Linked DNA regions of Sus scrofa: region 1 is linked to region 2. Evidence: chromatin contacts called from public Hi-C data. All regions are on one chromosome and are shown on one strand. The core of a region is the stretch at or near the end of the contact, and the rest is flanking DNA. Distances in the headings are between cores, read along the strand shown. Region 1 holds the start of MYADM (myeloid-associated differentiation marker). Region 2 holds the start of CACNG6 (voltage-dependent calcium channel gamma-6 subunit).

Region 1 (4,530 bases), core at 1,129-3,628, 130 kb after region 2:
AGAAACACAAGACTGAAGCGCCCCACAGAAAATACAGTTAAACTGATGATGGAAAGAAGGAAAAAAAAATCAGATCTGAATGAAGAGATTCAAAGGCCAAGGGACAGAAAGACAGACCAAGAAGATCCCAAAATACCTGAATAGAAACTGCTGACGGAAGAACGCCAAACAGTGGAACAAAACAAGTCAGAAAAATCAACATCTAATAAACGCATCTGAAAGAAAGGCTTTGGGCCTTTGAATTGAAGGAGAGTCGTCGGTGAGACACGTGCTAGGAAAACTACCAGTTGTTTGTGTTTGTTTAGGAAAATAATTATTTACAGATCTGAGCAACAGATCAAGTTAATGTAGAAGGGCAAGCCAGTCAGATTAGTATCACATTTTTTGATGGCAGTACCGTGTTCCAGGAGATGGTGGTTTAACAAGTGGATGATACTTAACATAAGCGTTTTTTGTTTATTATTTTTTTGATTTTTAGGGCCACACCCGTGGCATATGGAGGTTCTCAGGCTAGGGGGCCAATCGGAGCTGTAGGTGCCAGCCTAGCCACAGCCACAGCAACACAGGATCCAAGGCACATCTTCGACCTACACCACAGGTCACAGCTAGTGGGGTTTTTTTTGTTTTTTTGGTCTTTTTGCCTTTTGAGGGCTGCTCCCGCGGCATATGGAGGTTCCCAGGCTAGGGGTCTAATTGGAGCTATAGCCACCGGCCTGTGCCAGAGCCACAGCAACGCCGGATCTGAGGTGAGTCTGCCACCTACACCACAGCTCACGGCAACGCTGGATCCTTAACCTGCTGAGCAAGGCCAGGGATTGAACCCACAACCTCATGGTTCCTAGTTGGATTCATTAACCACTGAGCCAGACGGGAACTCCTTTTTTTTTAAATAATAAAAAAAAAATCTTGACGAAGTGGGGCTTATTCTAGGAATGCAAAGATGGCCCACATTTGGAGATTATTAAATGAACTTTATCATCCTAACAGAGCTAAGAATAATCACACGATTGTCCCCGGATATACTAAAGGGACACGATGAAATTTAATGTATATGGAGGTTAACACATAATGTAATAGGAATATTTTTAAAATATTGATAGAAGAGTCCCTGCTGTGGTGCAACAGGATCAGCGGCTTCCCTGGAGCCTAGGGACACGGGTTCGATTCCCAGCCCAGCACAGTGGGTTAAGGCTCTGACGTTGCCGCCACCAAGGCAGCCTTGGTCGGAACGGCAGCTCTGATCTGGCCCCTGGCTCAGGAACTTCCATATACCCCGGCGTGGCCAAAAAGGGAAAAAAAAAAAAAAAAAAAAAAAGTTTTTTTAAAGAAATAAAATATTGATAGCCTAAAATTCAAGATCTCAATGAGCAAATGTTAGAAGCTGTGATAAAAATAACCCGAGAATCGGAATTTACATCAGGGCCAAGCCAAGAACCCCCACGATCTTCGCTGCAACCGCACACAGATAACACATCCTCCACAGAGGAGCGGCTGGCCTTGACCATCGCGCCCCCCCTCCCCCCACCGCGAGACACTCTGATCTCCGACTCACCTGCCACGGAAAGTGTTCCGAGGAAGAGACTCCGCTTTCCGTGACTCAGCACTTTCGTTTGCTCAGCGATCTTTGCGTAGCTCCTGCTTTTGGGCACTCGTTCAGGTGCGCGTGCTGTCCCGCTGGGCTGGGACAGAAGAGATCCTGGGGTCAGGGTGACACAGTCTCCCCCACGTTTCTCTTCGTTTCCCTAAAGGGTTCTCGCAGGATCCATAGCTGCGACTTTCTTCCTCCCGACAAATGGGCTTGTTTGAGGAAAACCGAGCCGGGAGCGTAAACCGGTGCCTTTCTCTGCTCCCCCTCCCCCCCGCCCGACTCACTCCAGGGTTGTTAGTCGCCGGGTACTTTTTAATGCGGCCATGAACTAGGAGACAGAGGGAGGGATATTTTCTCAGCTGTTTTCTTTCTCCCCCTTCCTTCCAAACTAAAGCAGTGAATTGCTTGCCCTGCCGTTAGATGCATATACGATCCGGTACCCCCGAAAGCATCTGTTCTCTTAGAGTGGAATCCTTTACCAGAATCCACCTACCCGCGTGGCTTGCTGAGTAGGGCTTGGATCCTTGTTCCGGATCTGAAACACGTGACCACCTTCATCGCCAAAACTGCCACGCAACTTTGGGAACTGTCTTTCCCCTCTGCTCAGAATCACTGGCTTTTAAAAATTAAGAGGTTTTTCGTTCCCCTCCTTCGAGAACAATAGCATCGTTTAACTTGGAGTTTCTTAGAGTGTTACTAAGATATCCCAATTTGGCGACTGTTAAATGGAAGCTAATACCTCTGCTCCTTGAGATTATTCCTAGTTGCTCTCACGTGCTCAGCTGTGCTCAGGCGTGAATCATGTAAAAGGTTGCCCTGGCGACGCTTTGATGAGTTTCACTTCCCGCTGCTGCAAGGCTGGCTTTGTTTTTTTTGCTGCTGTGTTGGCGCGCCCTCTGCTGGGGATACACACGCTCTGCAGTCTCGGGCCCGTCCAGGCTGGACTCTGAGGCAAAGGTCAGAGGTCCCTTTACAAAATTTAACAAGGGGCCCTCTCACCGTACCCTGGGAATATAGTTCCAAGTTTGCTTATGACCATCCATGGAAGCTTCAAGTTTATTAAAAAAAAATGTCCCTTGCCCTGATTGCGCGGCAATTAAGATATAATTATTTCTGATTTGCAGGCCCTGTGAATTATGTAATTGAAGCCTCAGTCTGCTCATAAGTAAAAGCTGACTCCTCAGTTACCTGCTCATTAAACTTTGAGTGGATTCACACGTGGGCGAGAGAGGTTTATTGCAACAGCCAGCTCTGCTCCCAATAGTTTTAAATACAAACTTTGACGTGTTCCTACAAGTACCTGGATGGAAGAGATATCTAAATGCAGCTTTTTTGTGCAGTTTGGCATCTCCCAAACTAGGAAGCATCTTGTCATTGAAGGCATATTACTCTAGGGGTTCAAGCCGGAGTGGCCATAAATACATGGAAGTCACTTAAATGTCCATCAACAGATAAATGGATAAGGAAGACAAGATACATACATAGATGGAATATTACCAGCCAGAAAAAGAATAAAATTTCCCCACTGGCAGCACCATGGATGGACCTAGATCATATCATAGAAAGTGAAGAAAATCAGATTTAAAAGGCTAAATACTATATAATATCACTTACTGTGGAATCTAAAAATGGTACAAATGAATCTATAGAGAAACAGAAACAGACTTATAGCGAACGTATTTATGGTGACAAAAAAGGAAGTTGGCGGGACAAATTATGGGAATGGGAATGGGAATGGGATTAACAGACACACATGGCCATATGTAAAATAAACAAGGATTTACTGCGGAGTAAGGGAACTAAACCTTATCTTGTAATAAATTAAAATGGAAAGGAATAAAAAAAGTCTATATGTATAGCCGAATTCCTTTGCTGAACACCTGACACTAACACAATCTTGTAAATCAAACAGGCTTCAACTGAAAAAAAAAGATTCTTTGGCCACTGCCAATGATGGTCACATCCGCCTGCTGCAAGGCGAAGGCTGTTTCTCCTGCTGTGTTGGCGCGCCATCTGCTGGTGATACCGCTGCAATGCAGGCACCGGCACTGCAGTCTGGTCAGTGAGACAGAAGTCAGAAGTCCCTCTGAAAAATCCACCAAGAGGCCCCCTTCAAGGTCCCCTAGAAAAATCATTCAAAATTTGACTCTCGCCATCCATGGAAGGTCTGACTGAAAAATTCTCTTGCCCTAATTGACTGCTGGGCGATGAGAAAAACGTTTTAATGGTTTGTAGGTACAGTGAATTATGTAATTGAAGCCTCAATCTGCTCATATGTGAAAGCTGACTCCTCAATTACCTCGTGTGCTCATGAACCTCTTGAGTAGATTCACATGTGGGCTTAAAAAACTCTCAGGACAGCGAGCTCTGGTTTCAGTAGCTTTAAATACAAAAAAGAACGTAGAAGTGTTCCTGAAACCAACTAGGTGGTAGGGTTTTCTAAATGCACATTTTGGACACTTCAGCATCTCCCAAACTAGGATGAGTCTTGTCATTGAAGGCACATTATTCTAGGGGTTCAGCAGGAGTGGCCATACAGATATGGATGCTACTTTAATATCCATCAACGGAAAAATGGATACGGAAAATATGGTGTATATATGTAGATGGAATTTTCACCTGGCAGCAACATGGATGTACCTAGAGGATATCATGGAAAGTGAAGAGAATCAGACAGAAAAGCATATTGTATGATATCACTAACTGTGGGTGAATCTAAAAATGGTACAAATGAATCTATATAGAATATAGAGACAGAAACAGACTCATAGACATTGCAAACATACTTATGGTCCCGAAAAGGAATCAGGGAGGCAGAGACTTTGGATATGGGATTCACAGATACACAGGACCATATAGAATATAGATAAGCAGCAAAGATTAACTGCGGAGTGAGGGAACTATATTCAATATCATATAAAAATTGAAATGGTAAGGAATCA
Region 2 (4,556 bases), core at 878-3,377:
AGCAGCAGGAAGGAACGACACAGATTCTACTTTGGGGGTGGGTCCCCAGGATGGGAGTGGACGCTGTGTCCAGTGTGGGGAGGGCACGTTGGCACTAGGAACCCAGACTCTTTCTCTAAGGGCCCAGGCTGTCTGTGGGCACATGCACAGGATGTCTCAGGGGCTTCAGTCGATTCTGGGGATGCAGGGTGTCTGAGGGCACCAGCTGTGTCCAGAGGCAAACGGTGTCTCTGGGGACACCAGCTCTGGGGGTACAGTCTGGTCTGGGGACACAAAAATGTCTGGCATCACAGGCTGGGCTGGGAGTGTAGGAGCTTTGGGGGTCCCAGGATAGCCTGGGGGCATAGGCTGGTCTGGAAGCAAACTGGTTTGGGGGAACCCACTACTCTGGGGGGCAGAAGCTGGTCTAGAGATATAGACTGGTCTGAGGGTGCAGGCTAGTTGGGGGGTACAGACTGCAGTTTGTGCCTGGAGCACAGGGGGGATGCGGGCACTGGCTCTTTCTGGGGATGCAAGCTCTCTGTCTTTGGGGCTCAGGCTCCCTCTGAGACTCGGTGTTCTCAGATCCCGCCTCTCTGCTGTGTGGGGGGTACGAGCCCGTGGCAGGGCCTCTCACCTCCAGGCAGCTCCGCGGGACCGCAGGTGTCTCTGCCCGCCGGCATGTCCGCCTGCCACAGTCGCTTGGTGCACATCTTCCAGAGCCCCAGGTGAGCTGCATCGCAGACGGCACTGCCGTTGTCCCTGTAGGTGTTGAGTTCCACCCAGAACTCGGTGCCCACGGCCAGCACGGCCAGCGTGGCGCCCACGGAGGTCAGCAGCAGCGCCAGCTTGATCTTGCCCTCCTGCTCCGGGGTCATCCTGCCGGACTTGTGAGCCCGCCGCCGGCTCGCGGCCCCTCGCCGCCGGTCCTCCTCTTGCAGGAAGAAGTTGGACCACATCATCATCTTTGCCGCCGGCAACGAGGCTCAGGTGCGAAGGAGGCCCGAGCCCGAGGCAGGCTCTCGAGGGGTGGGGGCGGGGAGGGAAGCGCCTGGCGTCTAGAAGCGTGTGAGGGGGCCGGCTTCCGCTGATCTACGAATAGGAAAGATCTGAAACCTCCCTGGAACCTCGAAAGGAGACGTCGAGGTGGTCCCCTGTGGGGCTTCGCAGAGAAAAAAAAAAAAAAACTAGATCCTCTGCTGAGAACCCTCTAAGGTCCAGAGGAGGGCCCGGGGTACCCACTGCAGCGCAGCAAAGATGGGACCAGAGAAAAAGCAAGGTTCCCCCAGCGGCAGCGCTCGAAACGGGGTACCCGGGAGGGGAGCCTGAGGGCTCCAGGGGAAGGAGAACCGAGTGTCAGCTGAAGCTCTGCGGGGCGCTCTGGGGTCCCCACCCGGAGGAATCACCAAAGGGAAACTCTTGTTCCCGGATGGAAAGGACCTGAGCTCCCCACTAGGGCTCAGCGTTTGGGGTACTCGGGAAGGAGAGCTGAGGTCCCTTATGTGTTTGAGAGGAGATGCTTCCTGGCTTCTTTGGGCTCAGAGTGTGGGGAAGGAGGAGCTGGGTCCCCTCTGCGGTTCAGAAGAGGAAAGACTGGGGTGCCGGGTGGGGTGGGGTTCAGAAGAGGAGGGCAGAATTACTACCGGGTCCCAGAGGGGCAGTAGGACCTGCAACTTTCACAGCGGAGGATCTGCTGTAATTCAGGAAAAGGGGCTGGGGGTCCCCTTGGCCATTCAGAGATCAGAGAAGGTCTACACTGGGGCTCAGATGAAGGGGCTGTGGTCCGCACTGCGGCTCAGGAAATGGGGACAAAGCCCCCCGCGGCTCAGAGGGCAAGTGGAACCCGGGAGGGACTCTGTGTCCTTTGAATCACTCGGCTCCCCCTCCCCCGGGCTCCCAGGGCCTGCCGGACCCGGACGGCTCCAGGCTCAGCTCCAGGCCAGGCGCCTCCCTCAGACCTCCCACCCCCGTCTCCTGGACAGGGACCCCTCTCGCTCTCCTGCCTCGGCGCCGCGCCGACCCCAGCTCCGCGATGCCTCCGAACCGCCGCTTCTGCGCGCAGCTGCCCGCTCGGCCCGCCGGCCCGGCGGCTCCGCTCACTCCCAGCCTCGCCCCCATCCGCCCACCCCCCTTCACCCTCGCCGGCTATTTCGGGCGCGACCCGTAAATAACACCCGCACCTGTTGCCGGCGCCTGTTGCCATAGGGATCCCGGGTATTTTAAGGGGACGAGGGGCGGGGAGGAGGCAGGCTGCCTGGGGAGGAGGAACCGGGGGCCGGGTCCTGACCGCCGGGGCCCGAAAGGACTTTTACTTCCTTAAGGGAGCAAGGGCGGGAGCTGAGGGTCCGATCGCCTAGGCGGCGGGAGAGGGGGCAGGGCAGGGAACCGGGAGCTCGGAGCCGGAGCAGGCCCAGCCGCGACCCTGCACGCCGGGGTCTGGGGAGGAGGGGCCGGAAGTCTGGAGGAGGTCCAGGCCCCTAGCCCCGCCTCCTGAAGGCCAGGGGAGCCTCCTGGGACCGAGGGAGGCGGGGCTAGCGGCCTGGACCCCGGCCTGTGGGCAAGGGGCGAGGGGCCGGGACGCCCGGGTCTGTGGGGGAGGGGCCGGCACTCCTGGGTATGAGGCCGGAGGAGCCCTGGGGACTCTGTTTCCGGGGACTGGACACCTGGCATCTGGAGGAGGGGTCTGGGGACCCAGACTCCTGAATCTGTGAGCAGAGACGCCTGGGGCCCAAATCCCTTGCATCTTGAAGGCTGGACGGGCAGGGTCCCGGCAGGGGTCCTCAGCTCTCCTGGAGGTTAGAAAGGGCAGGCCTTGGAGAGAAGCTGGTGTCAGGAGCGGGGAACCAGAGCCGCAGTCCTCTTCATCGAGTTTATTAGACGGGGCACCCCCCGGGGGACCTTCCATGCAGTTTCAGCTCCCCCAGGGCCAAGGACAGTGATAGCCGTGTGGAATGGCAGCAGGGCCTGATCGTCGCCCCTTCAGCCCCTCTGCGACGGCTCAGGTGGAACCCACCTTTCACCAACTCCTTCGCCGCCTGTGGTTGGCTGCTCCAGCTGGCTGGGTGCACCTTGGCCCTCTCTGGATGCCCGCGGCGCCCCGGGCCACTTCCGCTGGAGCACGCACTGCCCTGGGATGTGACTGCGATTGTGTGAGCTTGTGTCCGGCTCACGCGTCAGCCTGGGGCAGGGCTCGGGTGCAAGAGGAACCCCTCTCATTGTCCTCGGCACCGCCCAGCCCTAACCGCCTCCACAAGGGGCCTTAGGAAATGGGCATCGGTGATTGGAATGAATGAATGAAGGGCGATAGTGGCACGGAGACATTCCCCTCCCAGGCCAGGGACGGTGCTGGCTGCACTTCCTCAATGCCTGAGAGAGGAGCACGACACCTGTCTTCGAATCTGAGGCCCCCCCACCCCGCCCTGAGCTTGCTGGGCCCGGCACCTGGACGGCCTAGGGGACTGTTTCTTAAATGAATGAGTGAGACCTGTCCTTTCCTTCCCCTCTGGGGGTGTTCCCAGGCCTTGGCAGGACTCAGAGGGGAATCTGAGAAAGTGCCGGGTGCTGGCAGCAACGTGAGATGGTGAGTTGGGCTGTGCAGCCCTGGGTGAGGGCCCCAGGCGCCTCCATTCTCAGAAATCAGACACCTTCTGGCAGCACCTCTGCCCTGCCTCCTGGATCCGCCTTCCCCTCCTGGCCCTTGGGTCTCCCCATCTTTCTCAATCTTGCCTGTGGTAGCGGCTCTCTCCTTTTAGGGTGTATTTTTCTTTCTTCTGTCTCCCTCCCTCCTTGCTGGTCTTCCGTTCTCTCCTTTCACAGAAAGGGTATCTGTGTCTTTGGTGGCAAAGCGATTATCACGGTCATACCACAAGGATGGCCTGCTGTCTCTTTCCCTCCACCACCCTTTCTGCAGTCTCGTCCTTCCACTCACTTCCAGGACTCCAGGCCTCACCCCTGCATGGCGGTGACCTCTTATCAGGGTCATGTTACCTAACCAATGGCCACGTGGCTCCATGGAGCCTGCTCAGCTGCATTGGGCACCGCTGGCCATTTCCTTCTGGTCCCTTCTTCTCAACCCCTCGCCTCTGTCCTCTCCCTTCTCACCCCATGCAGATGCCTCCAAGGCCCTGGCCAGGGTTGTTTCTCTGCACTCACCTCCTAGGTCACCCCATCCAGTCCGGAGGCTTTAAATAAGCTGTCTCTTAGACACTGGCCTTTCAAAAACTTAGATGTTCAACCACCACGACCTCTCCCCCAAGCTCCAGTCTCACACACCGAACTGGCTACCTGATAGCCCAGCTTGGATTGCTCACAGGCATCTCTCATGGGTCACGCACGTCCAATGGAGGATGCTTGATTCCTCCTCCCAAATCCCCATCCCCCCACCCCCAGTGACCCCCTTCCAGGCAACTCACAGCAGCAGCACAGCCCCAACTGCACACTATTTTGTTTTTACATAAAAATAGGAGCTGCTTGTTCCTGTGTCCATCCCACCAAGTCTAGGATGAAATTCAGTTTTCTTCCCAGGGCTACGAGCTCCCCACAGGACTGGTCCCCTGCCCTTTCTTCTGATCTCACCC

Evidence for each region. A called contact is a pair of places that touch in the nucleus more often than the background predicts.
Region 1: a contact with region 2 is called in a Hi-C map of embryonic fibroblasts, with 1.7 times the contacts expected there. The contact joins the promoter of MYADM here to the promoter of CACNG6 in region 2. A contact is called at or near these places in 4 of 47 Hi-C or Micro-C datasets (embryonic fibroblasts, fibroblasts, psoas muscle and 1 more) and 1 of 2 datasets of contacts at active chromatin or transcription factors (skeletal muscle).

The regions. Positions count from the first base shown.
Region 1 is chr6:56,276,199-56,280,728 of Sscrofa11.1, forward strand. It overlaps MYADM (myeloid-associated differentiation marker), which reads right to left and starts at 2,379. Exons shown (of 6, transcript XM_021094908.1): 1 at 2,082-2,379; 2 at 1,553-1,679.
Region 2 is chr6:56,148,717-56,153,272 of Sscrofa11.1, forward strand. CACNG6 (voltage-dependent calcium channel gamma-6 subunit) reads right to left here and starts at 2,128. Exons shown (of 4, transcript XM_021094902.1): 1 at 617-2,128. The coding sequence starts at 944.